Regions from separate parts of the Mus musculus genome. Here region 2 is linked to region 1. Evidence: chromatin contacts called from public HiChIP or PLAC-seq data. All regions are on one chromosome and are shown on one strand. The core of a region is the stretch at or near the end of the contact, and the rest is flanking DNA. Distances in the headings are between cores, read along the strand shown.

Region 1 (4,690 bases), core at 1,007-3,506:
AAGTGTATTTCATTATGGAATGTTCATACTTTGATGTTATGTGTCTTGATCGCATTCAAACCCTATTACCCTTTCATGAGATCCCATACAACCTGCTAATCTTCAAGTGGTTAATGGCTGGAGGTAAAGAGGTCAATTTGCCTTCATTAGTCTAGTATGGGGAACAGAGGCAGTCCCAGGTGGATGTGTGTTGTTGATGTGGGCACAGCCGTGTCAAAGGCCAAAGCTTCAAGCCCATGGGAAAATGTCAAAGCCTTCCCTCCTGGTCAGAGTGGGAATATGTGGGCCGTGTGCAGAAAGTATTCACTGTAGCTTTCTCTCAAGGGATGTTTGCAGCCCTCAGACTGCTCCCCTACAGAGAGTGCTCCTGCCAAGATTAGCTAGACCTGCCTCCTTGTTCAGCTATATATTAAATACTCTGCACTTCCAGGGATGGGAAGTTTCAGGCTTGCCTATCAGAGAGCCCTGCCCACCCAATTTCTGCTTTTCTATGTCTGTTTTTCTGTCATTTCTTCAATTGCTAGCTGACCAAGTCAGATCCATCTTGCAAGGTCATGCAAGGATGGGGCAGTGTGACTACTGGCCTGCTGCCCGTGTTTCTGTAAACAACACCTCACTCATGTCCTTATATGTAACCCTACTGGGATCCATTGAGTCACACAACAACAAAAGACCTTAAGAGACAAGCTGGGGGACATAGAGGCTTCCAGAAGAAGAAATCCCAAACCCCACACTGCTCATGCAGTTGATATCTGTCATTCAAAGAATATACCAACCCTCAAAGAAGAGGAGTCCTGTCTAAAGCTATGAGACTTCAAGGCAGAGTGAGCTTATTTCGAGGGCAGAAAATCACAGGGCAGGATGAGCTGTGGTGTAGAGTGGGCTCTCTCACCTTCAGTTCAGTCCTCAGAGTGACCCTGGCTCACCTTCTTCACCCAATGTTTGTTCTTTTCTTTCTTCTCACTCTACAGTGACTACCATCAAGGGTGTGAAGGTCTAGGGTGAGTGGCTGCACACTTTCACCCTTGTATCATTTTGTGTGTCTTGTCATGCATCGGTGGAGAATCTTGTGTGGGTGTGGGTGTTGGCATAGAACAGGAGCAAGCTGAGCTGATGGCTGTATGATTTTGGTTGTGACCGATTTATAAAACATGCTGAATAAGCCTCCATGGCTAATTTGATGATTTCACTGAGATGGCAGGGAATTAGCTGGAGACAGAGGCTGATAAGAAATGCCTGGAAGAGCGTCTCTATTTCACCCTGTAAAACAGATGGCAACGTTACCTCCAACAGTGAAGACAAGGCTGTGAGATCAGGGAGTTAAGGACTTTAAGGACAATAGCATGGGCCAAAAAGTTTACCAGAATAATGAGAGACTCAGGGCAAAGAAAAAGAGGATCCAGAAATGCATGGTAGACAGAGGTTGAAGGGTTAGTAATCAAGCTGTTTGGGAATGGAGACAAATAGGTAACCGGATGTGGCATCTTTCTCTGTAGTTCCAGGACACCTCACCAGCATGGGGACTACATCCATATAATGGGGTTCAGACTCAGGAAACCAGGTTCCACCTCCTATACTTACCAGCTATCCTCAACTCTTTTGTCTCTGCTTACACTGATGGAATTATTCTTTTTTTTTTTTTTTTTTTTTGGTTTTTTGAGACAGGGTTTCTCTGTATAGCCCTGGCTGTCCTGGAACTCATTTTGTTGACCAGGCTGGCCTCAAACCCAGAAATCCTCAGACCAAGAGCATTCTGGAAGAGGCTCACCCTCCTCACACCCTCTATGTATTGTCTTCCCATGTGAACCAGAAGCACAGTGGGTAAGAACTTGAGTTCTGACATCAGACAGCTTGGGTTCCAACTTCAGCTCAACCTCTCATAAGTGGCAGAACCTTGGTAAGTCACCAAGGATCTATCAGCCACAGGCTCTGTATCTATAGACCAGAGAGTCCACTTAATAAAACGGCTCTAGAGTCTAGATAAAATAGCCCAGATCAGCTGCCATAACCAGGTAAATTCATTATAGCAATGATTTTAGATTGGAATGCAAGGCAATTGTTTGGGTTTTGCCTTAACTCAAGAGAGTGTGGTAAGAGCTTAGTAGAGGGAACCAGAGAGAAGGCAGAAAGAACACGAGCCACAGTGAGCTGGAGGCTGGTCTCCCCCCCCCACCCCCATTCCCAGTAGTGCCTGAGGAGAGGCTGCTTGCCAGGGCCTTTGGGTCTAGAAATCTCCAACGTAATTGAGAAATATGTTCCTCATGCATTCCTAATTGGAGCACGGCAGATGGCAGCGGTGTTTGTTTAATGAAATATGTCCATTCGATTAAGCTTGGGCATTGGGGATTTAGGGCTTCAATGCAATTTCCGTTACTACCCCTCCTTCTGGGAGACAAGGGTAGTTTCAGGGATTTTAATGAACTTGGATCGAAGGTTGGAGAATGAACAACGGTACTGGAGTGTAGAAACCTGAAGCTGAGCTTGTGAAACTGTGGCTCTATCTAGTGTCCCTTGTGATGAGTGGCCATTGTGGTTTCTCTTGGGTAAGTCTGGGCTTAGGTGGAGCAGAGGGTAAATTTACTCAGATGAATAAACCAGTCCAGAGTGATCAGAACCCTCACTAGACTGCAGAGTAGATGTTTCCTCAAAATGCACCCCTGCACAGAACTTGAGGAGACGGTTCAGATATGATGTGTCTGTTGTGCAGGTGTGAGGTTCTGCACTCAGATTCAGAAAACCCCAATCCAAATCCTGTCAAAGTGGTACACGCCTGTAACCCCAGTGTCAGGAAGAGAGAGACAAAACGATTCTGCGAGTTTATTGGTCAGCCAGTCTGGTTAATCAGTGGATGCCAGGTTCAGTAAGGGACCGAGTCTTAAAAAATTAAGACGATCAACAATAGAGCTCTCTCAGTGTCTATTCTGTGCACACATACCCACATGAGTGTGGACACACATACACAAAGAGTAAAACTCCTCCCATTGTCTTTTTAGAAAGGTGAGGGTGACTTGTAATTGCCTTTTCCCAGGTGTGGTCTGCAGCCTGCACTTGTTTCTCCATAAGATATAAGTTCAACTACATAGCCAAGGAGTAAACTGAGAGCCTTTATGAACATCTTGAGCATCCATCCTCATCTCCATCTCTAATGCTAATTTTACCTTAAATTCACCCACATGGCAGAAACCTCCTGTGATGTCTATTCCTGGTTGTCAACTTGACTACATCTGGAATGAACTACAATCCAGAACTGGAGGGCACACCTGTGATCCAGATCTTGAGGCATAGTGGCAATAAAAACTTAGGCCCAGGCAAGGTAGTACATGCTTTTAATCCCAGGAGACTGAGGCAAGCAGATCTCTGAGTTCAAGACCAGCCTAAGAAAGAGCAAGTTCTATCCAGGCATGGTGGTATACACCTTTAATCTGGGCCATACCTTCTGTTGGAGGCCTACAGAAGGAAGATTCACTCTTCCTCATCTGCTTGCACTTACTTGCCAGCACATCTGTTGGAGCCTACTTCTTCAGGATTCCAGGTTAAATAGAAGGCCAGCTGAATCAACTAGCCTCATGGGACTAAGAAACTACTAGATTCTTAGAATTCCCATTCACAGCTTCCCGTTGTTGGATTAGTTGAACTACAGACTCTAAGTCATTAGGATAAATTCCCATAATATATACAGGCATTCCATAAGTTCTGCGACTCTAGGGAATCCTGACTAATACATCCACTCTCCATACTTTAAAAATAAGCTTTACTGCTGGTGTCCTGCATTGTATGGGGAAGACTTTGCCCTTCTAACCAAGACTACTGATAGTTAGGTCTCTCTTCTAAAGTATGATATACTCGCAGATTTCCCATGTCTCCAATTCTAAAACCCAGATGGAAGCACAAAAGATCCAATCCAAGTAGAAATAGCAATGTTGAAAGTATCACAATAATTGTCTTCAAATTATACCGCAGAGCCATAGTGACACAGATCAATGAAATTAGAACACAAGACCCAGCAATAATCTTATGGAACTACAACCATGTAATTTTCAACAAAAGTGCCAAAAGTGTATGAAGGATAAAGAAAAGCCCCTTTATCAAGTGATAGTAGGAAAATTCCATATATTGAAGGACAAAACATTGTACGAAAAAAATCAACTCAAAATAAATCAGAGACCATGGACATTTGAATCTTCTAGAGATAGCACAGGAGAAACTATACCACACATGCACAGGCAACAACATTGTGAGTCAAACCCTAGTAGCTAAGGAAATAGCAGTAAGAACTGACAGACGGAGAGACATGCAATTACAGAGACAAGATTGTCGCAAAGAAGTGAATGACAGTCTATAAAACAGCAGAAAATCTGCACAGCCGTTCATGTGGCATGGTACTAATATCCAGAATATATGAAAAACACAAAATATCAAACACCAGAATAACTAGTTCTACCAATAAATGATTAAAGTGAATTAAACAAATACTCATTAAAAGAAGATACACACATTACCAGTGAATATCTGAAAAAAATAGCAATTTTAGCTACCAGGGATATGCAGGTATAGAGGTAAAAAATCAAGTAATAAGGGGCTGAGAATGTAACTCAGAACTTAGGAGGGCTTGTTGCTCTTGCAAAGGACCCAGGTTTGGTTTCCAACTCCACATCATGAGTCTCATAACTGCCTATATCTCCAGTTCTAA
Region 2 (4,394 bases), core at 170-2,669, 120 kb before region 1:
AGTCACCTTCTGGCCTACCCAGGCACACTGTGGTGTGACATGTGCATGCACATAAATAAGCACACACATGTATGATATGTTTTTTAAGTTCTATTTTTTCTGTGCACATAAATAAACACAGACATGTATGATAAGTTTTTTTAAGTTCTATTTTTTTCAAATTCTAAATTTGTAGGAACAGTATAAGACATTTTGTTCTGTAAGCTAGTTGTTACTGCCCCATTGTCTATGATTAGAAATAGGTATAGACTGTTATACAGAAATTCTCACACAAGCAAATATTAAGGACTAATGAGTAAATCATGTTGGGGCTAGAGGGGCAAGGGGAAAGGCAGTGGAGTATTTATGTTTACATTGTTCAATTAGTAAGTCAAGTGTTTGCCAATGTCCTCCTGCCCAGCACTGGACTGTGGTTTGAAAGCCAGTTCCATTCTCAGCCAGGCATTTTGATTTGGTTCCACACACTGGATCAGGAGGAAGGAACAGGAGCTGAAGAAGTTTCGTTTATTGTTCTTGGTCCCTGTATAACTGTATTTAGAGCTAGTGCTAAAAAGAGCAGTCTGCTTCCAAGCCACTCTTCTCTCGGTGGCCAAGGTACACCTCGGAAACATGGGGCAGGAGAATCTGCAGCAGGGACTCAAATTCAGGATCACTAGCTAGAGTAAGAGAAGAGTAAGACGCTGCCCTGTAAGAAACCAGACCACCCAGAGTCACTTTGTCACAGGATCAAGCAAAGCTCAGAGGAATGGGGTTACCAATGGTTCAACACAGAAAAGGAACCTCCATTAGTGGTGAAATAGTCTTGGTTCTTATCCTGTCTGAGCCCCTGACTCTCCTATGCTCTCACTACTTTTAGAGATAGCCTCTCTGTGGCCACACTGTTCCCACCAGGACGTCCAGAGGCTGACTGGAGCAATGATCCTAACTTTGCTGCATCCTGGAATCTATTGGAGATTTCAAACAGCACTGTAGTCTGGTCTAACGTCAGTCATTGGAAAAACGTCATGGAGGGTGAGGCTTCTAGTTTGAGCCAAACATTCAGTGCTTCCCAGGTGACTCTACTGCACAGAAAAGGTTAAAATCACTACTAGCCCAGAAGTTTCCTTTGACTTTTTTCTGACCCAATAGCCTATTGTTTTACCCTGGGCCACAGCTTTTTCCAAACCCCAGTATGATTAAACAAACAAACAAACAAAAACAAAAACAAACAAACAAAAAAAACCAACCAAGAGGCTAGGGGTTGTCTGTCTGTCTGTCTGGTTTTTGTAATGCATTTGTGGACTGCAGTTCTAATGAGCCCATTTTCCAGGGTAAGCCCCTGACCTATCACAATGCACTCTGGACTATGCTAATCACTCCATTTACTGACAGCAATCCCTGTGCCTCATCCTCAGCATAATCACCAAACAGCTTTCAGCCTCCAAGCTCACAGTGAGGAGGGGTGTTCTGAAGGCAGAGCTGCCCAACCACTAGAACCAAGCTCATCCCTGGGCTGACAGATGGCAGAGGGAGGGCCCCTTCCGGAAAAATCCCAGAGCCGCTGCAGTATGCCGCTGCAGAGGCAGAGACAGGTTAAGATTGATAGTCCCCCATGCTGCAGAACTCCATCAGCCCAGCACCTCGTGACATCAGCAGTGGTGCCACTGGCCGTTATCAAGTCACCCCGGGGCACCGAAGATTGATTTCCAACCACAGAAATAACGCCTACCATCTCTAGGTACGTGGGCAGGGAACCAACTCTAAACCTAACTGTAATTTAGCATTCATTTGCATTTTTAAATTAGTTAGGCTGTGGACCGTTGCAAAGCAATGACAGAGAATTTTTATAATAATTAGCCTTGTGGGATAGGAGGAGGAGAGGTGGGAAATGGCTGCACTACCATTTCATTGGAAGAAATAGGAGAGTCCAGCATCTGGGGTCACCAGATCAGATGCCATGCTCCTGGTTCCCACTGACCTTGTGGACCAGGGCAACTTTCCCCAGACCTGGGCTGAACATTCAGGTCCATCTTTTCCCAATATCCCTGCACACCACATCCATGCAGGATCTCCTCGTGTTGGCTAGATGCCTCCACAGTCCCTTTCCTTTGCTTTCTTTAGGGCTGAATTCAGCTCATCTCTGTACAAATGCTCACCCAGGTTGTGTCAACACCAGGATGCGTCAGCTAAAAATAACTGACATTGATAGAGCTCTCGCCCATCTGCTAACACACTCCCATCCATTATAGCAAATGAGTCTCCTACCAGTCTTGGAGGAGGATCCTGGGCAGGATGGATCCAGGCTCTGTATCTTAGAGATGAAGATACTGAGGCAGGACACTCCAGGACTTGCTGAAGATCACACAGCTAGCAAAAGGGTATGCTGGGATTGGAATGGATGTCTCACCTCCAAAATCTCTACCCAGTTGTTGCCATTGCAGAACATGCTCTAAAGGGAATAGGGTTTGTCACAGCATCGCTGAAATGACTCAGAGCAAGCTATGGGACATACCACCATCTTCTGAGCACCTTGCCTAAGGGGGTAACACTCAGAAAAGAAACAGGACAAATATGACTTAGGAGAGCACTAGGAAAGCTGGCAATGGCCGTCTTCAAACAGCTGAAGGTTTTTGTGGGAACAGGAGATAAGCTTTTATGGCTTGGTCACCAAGGATTTATGAGGTGCTAAGATTTGGATGTAAAATGTACCCTCACAGGCTTGAACACCCAGTGCCCAGCTGGTGGCACTGTTAGGAAAGACTGTGGAGTCCTTAGAGGGCAGAGTCTCAGTGGAGGAAGAAGTGGGTTATGGGGGAGTGGGGTAGGAGGATGTACAACTCAGCCCCATTTCCAGTCTGTATTTTCCTTTTTCTGGCCATCAAGATGTTAAGTATCTCAGCTGCAAGATCCTGCTGCCATGAATTTGGCCATGTCTTCCCTTCCACACTGGTCTGTATCCTCATAAATCAAAAGGCAAAATAAATCCTTTCTCAACTTGCCCCTTCTCAGGACAGAGTAGGTACAATGAGGTACATTTCAAGTTGATGGAGGTGAGGGAGTCTGTACAGTTAAGAGCTATAAAGTCATGCCACCCAGACCCAAATCTCAGCCTTGTTACTAACAGGCTGACATGGGCCACGTTTGTGATTTTAAATTCCCAGAATCCTCATTTATAACAAAAGAAACAATAATGGTTACTGTATAAAGTTGTCAGTACTGGCAAATAAACTGATATAAAGTTAATAATTATTCAGCAAATAATGAGTGGATATGACAGTTGATGAGTTATACGATTATGCCCTATACACCCAAGGAGAAGTATACTCATGTCACCCAACAAATCTAGTAAATACATGTGCTATCTGGACCCTTGATAAAGAGTTGGAGAATTCTTAATTGGAATAGGAGAGATCTACAGTAATTCTTTCTAGTCCTGAGTTGGAGAGATAGCTCAGGGATCCATGTCTGGTGGCAAAACCACCTGAAACTCCAGTTCCAGAGGATCCAAGATCATCTTCTAGCCTCTGAGGGCTCTCCATACACATGTGTGTGGGTGGGTAGGTGCACAGACATGAGCACCCACACACAGAGACACACACACACAAACACATGCATGTGCACACGCATATGCACACACAATAGATAGATAGATAGATAGATAGATAGATAGATAGATAGATAGATAGATAGATAGATAGATAGATTTTTAAAACATCACTTCCTGCCATAAAGGACCCTTGAAAATGGCTACTAGTGCATTAGTTCTTTTCAAATCAAGGAGAAGACTCATGTTGGATGGAGTGACACGTGTCCAGACTGAGGGGACGCTGTTACCACACAGAAAATACTGTGTTTGTTCTAGCTGGTATAAAGAAGATGAAGGGGTAGTATAAGGATAGCTGGGAAGAGGACACAAAGTAGAGCTGGCACTTTAATACACACACAGCTAGGTGTTTATATATATATATAGTTGTTTATATGCTCCCAGAGAATCTGCAGATGAACTCTGTGAATTAGCAAATAAATTAAACAAGGTCACTAGATGTAATAAAAACCCACACAGTTTGGTTATAGTTTCATGTACAAATAACATTTGAAATGAAAATTTTAAAGTTAAAAGAATCTAGTATTTATAATCTAAAAAGCTACCCAGCTCCTGGGAACACTTGCTGAAATATGAAACATCAATGAGCTTCTATTCTAAAACTATAAAATAAGATTGATGAAACAGAAGTAATCTAATTAAATAAAAGTCTGTGTCCACAGGTTAGACATACTGGTATATCATTATAACGTAACTCCATCCCAGATGGATACACAAGTTCTATATAATTCATTATATTTCATCATATGATTTTTATGCAAAATGAAAATCTAATCCTAAAATGTATCCAGGATCCACAAGTTCTATATAA

What was found. HiChIP or PLAC-seq counts read pairs in DNA pulled down with a chosen protein or histone mark.
Region 2: a PDX1 HiChIP or PLAC-seq map of a beta-TC-6 cell line shows a contact between it and region 1, with 11 times the contacts expected there. The contact joins two enhancer-like sites. A contact is called at or near these places in 1 of 15 datasets of contacts at CTCF or cohesin (embryonic stem cells), 16 of 484 Hi-C or Micro-C datasets (cerebellum, embryonic stem cells, granulocytes and 1 more) and 1 of 115 datasets of contacts at active chromatin or transcription factors (a beta-TC-6 cell line).

Annotation. Positions count from the first base shown.
Region 1 is chr11:55,856,972-55,861,661 of GRCm38.p6, reverse strand. The region is part of intron 1 of LOC105244170 (a long non-coding RNA gene); the gene reads right to left. Among named protein-coding and RNA genes, the nearest start is that of Nmur2, 180 kb to the left of the region's middle. Within about 2 kb of position 2,256, at least 1 of the 459 cell types and tissues checked has an H3K27ac peak or open chromatin away from gene starts, as enhancers often do.
Region 2 is chr11:55,971,791-55,976,184 of GRCm38.p6, reverse strand. The region is part of intron 1 of LOC115485826 (a long non-coding RNA gene); the gene reads right to left. Among named protein-coding and RNA genes, the nearest start is that of Nmur2, 67 kb to the left of the region's middle. Within about 2 kb of position 1,419, at least 19 of the 459 cell types and tissues checked have an H3K27ac peak or open chromatin away from gene starts, as enhancers often do.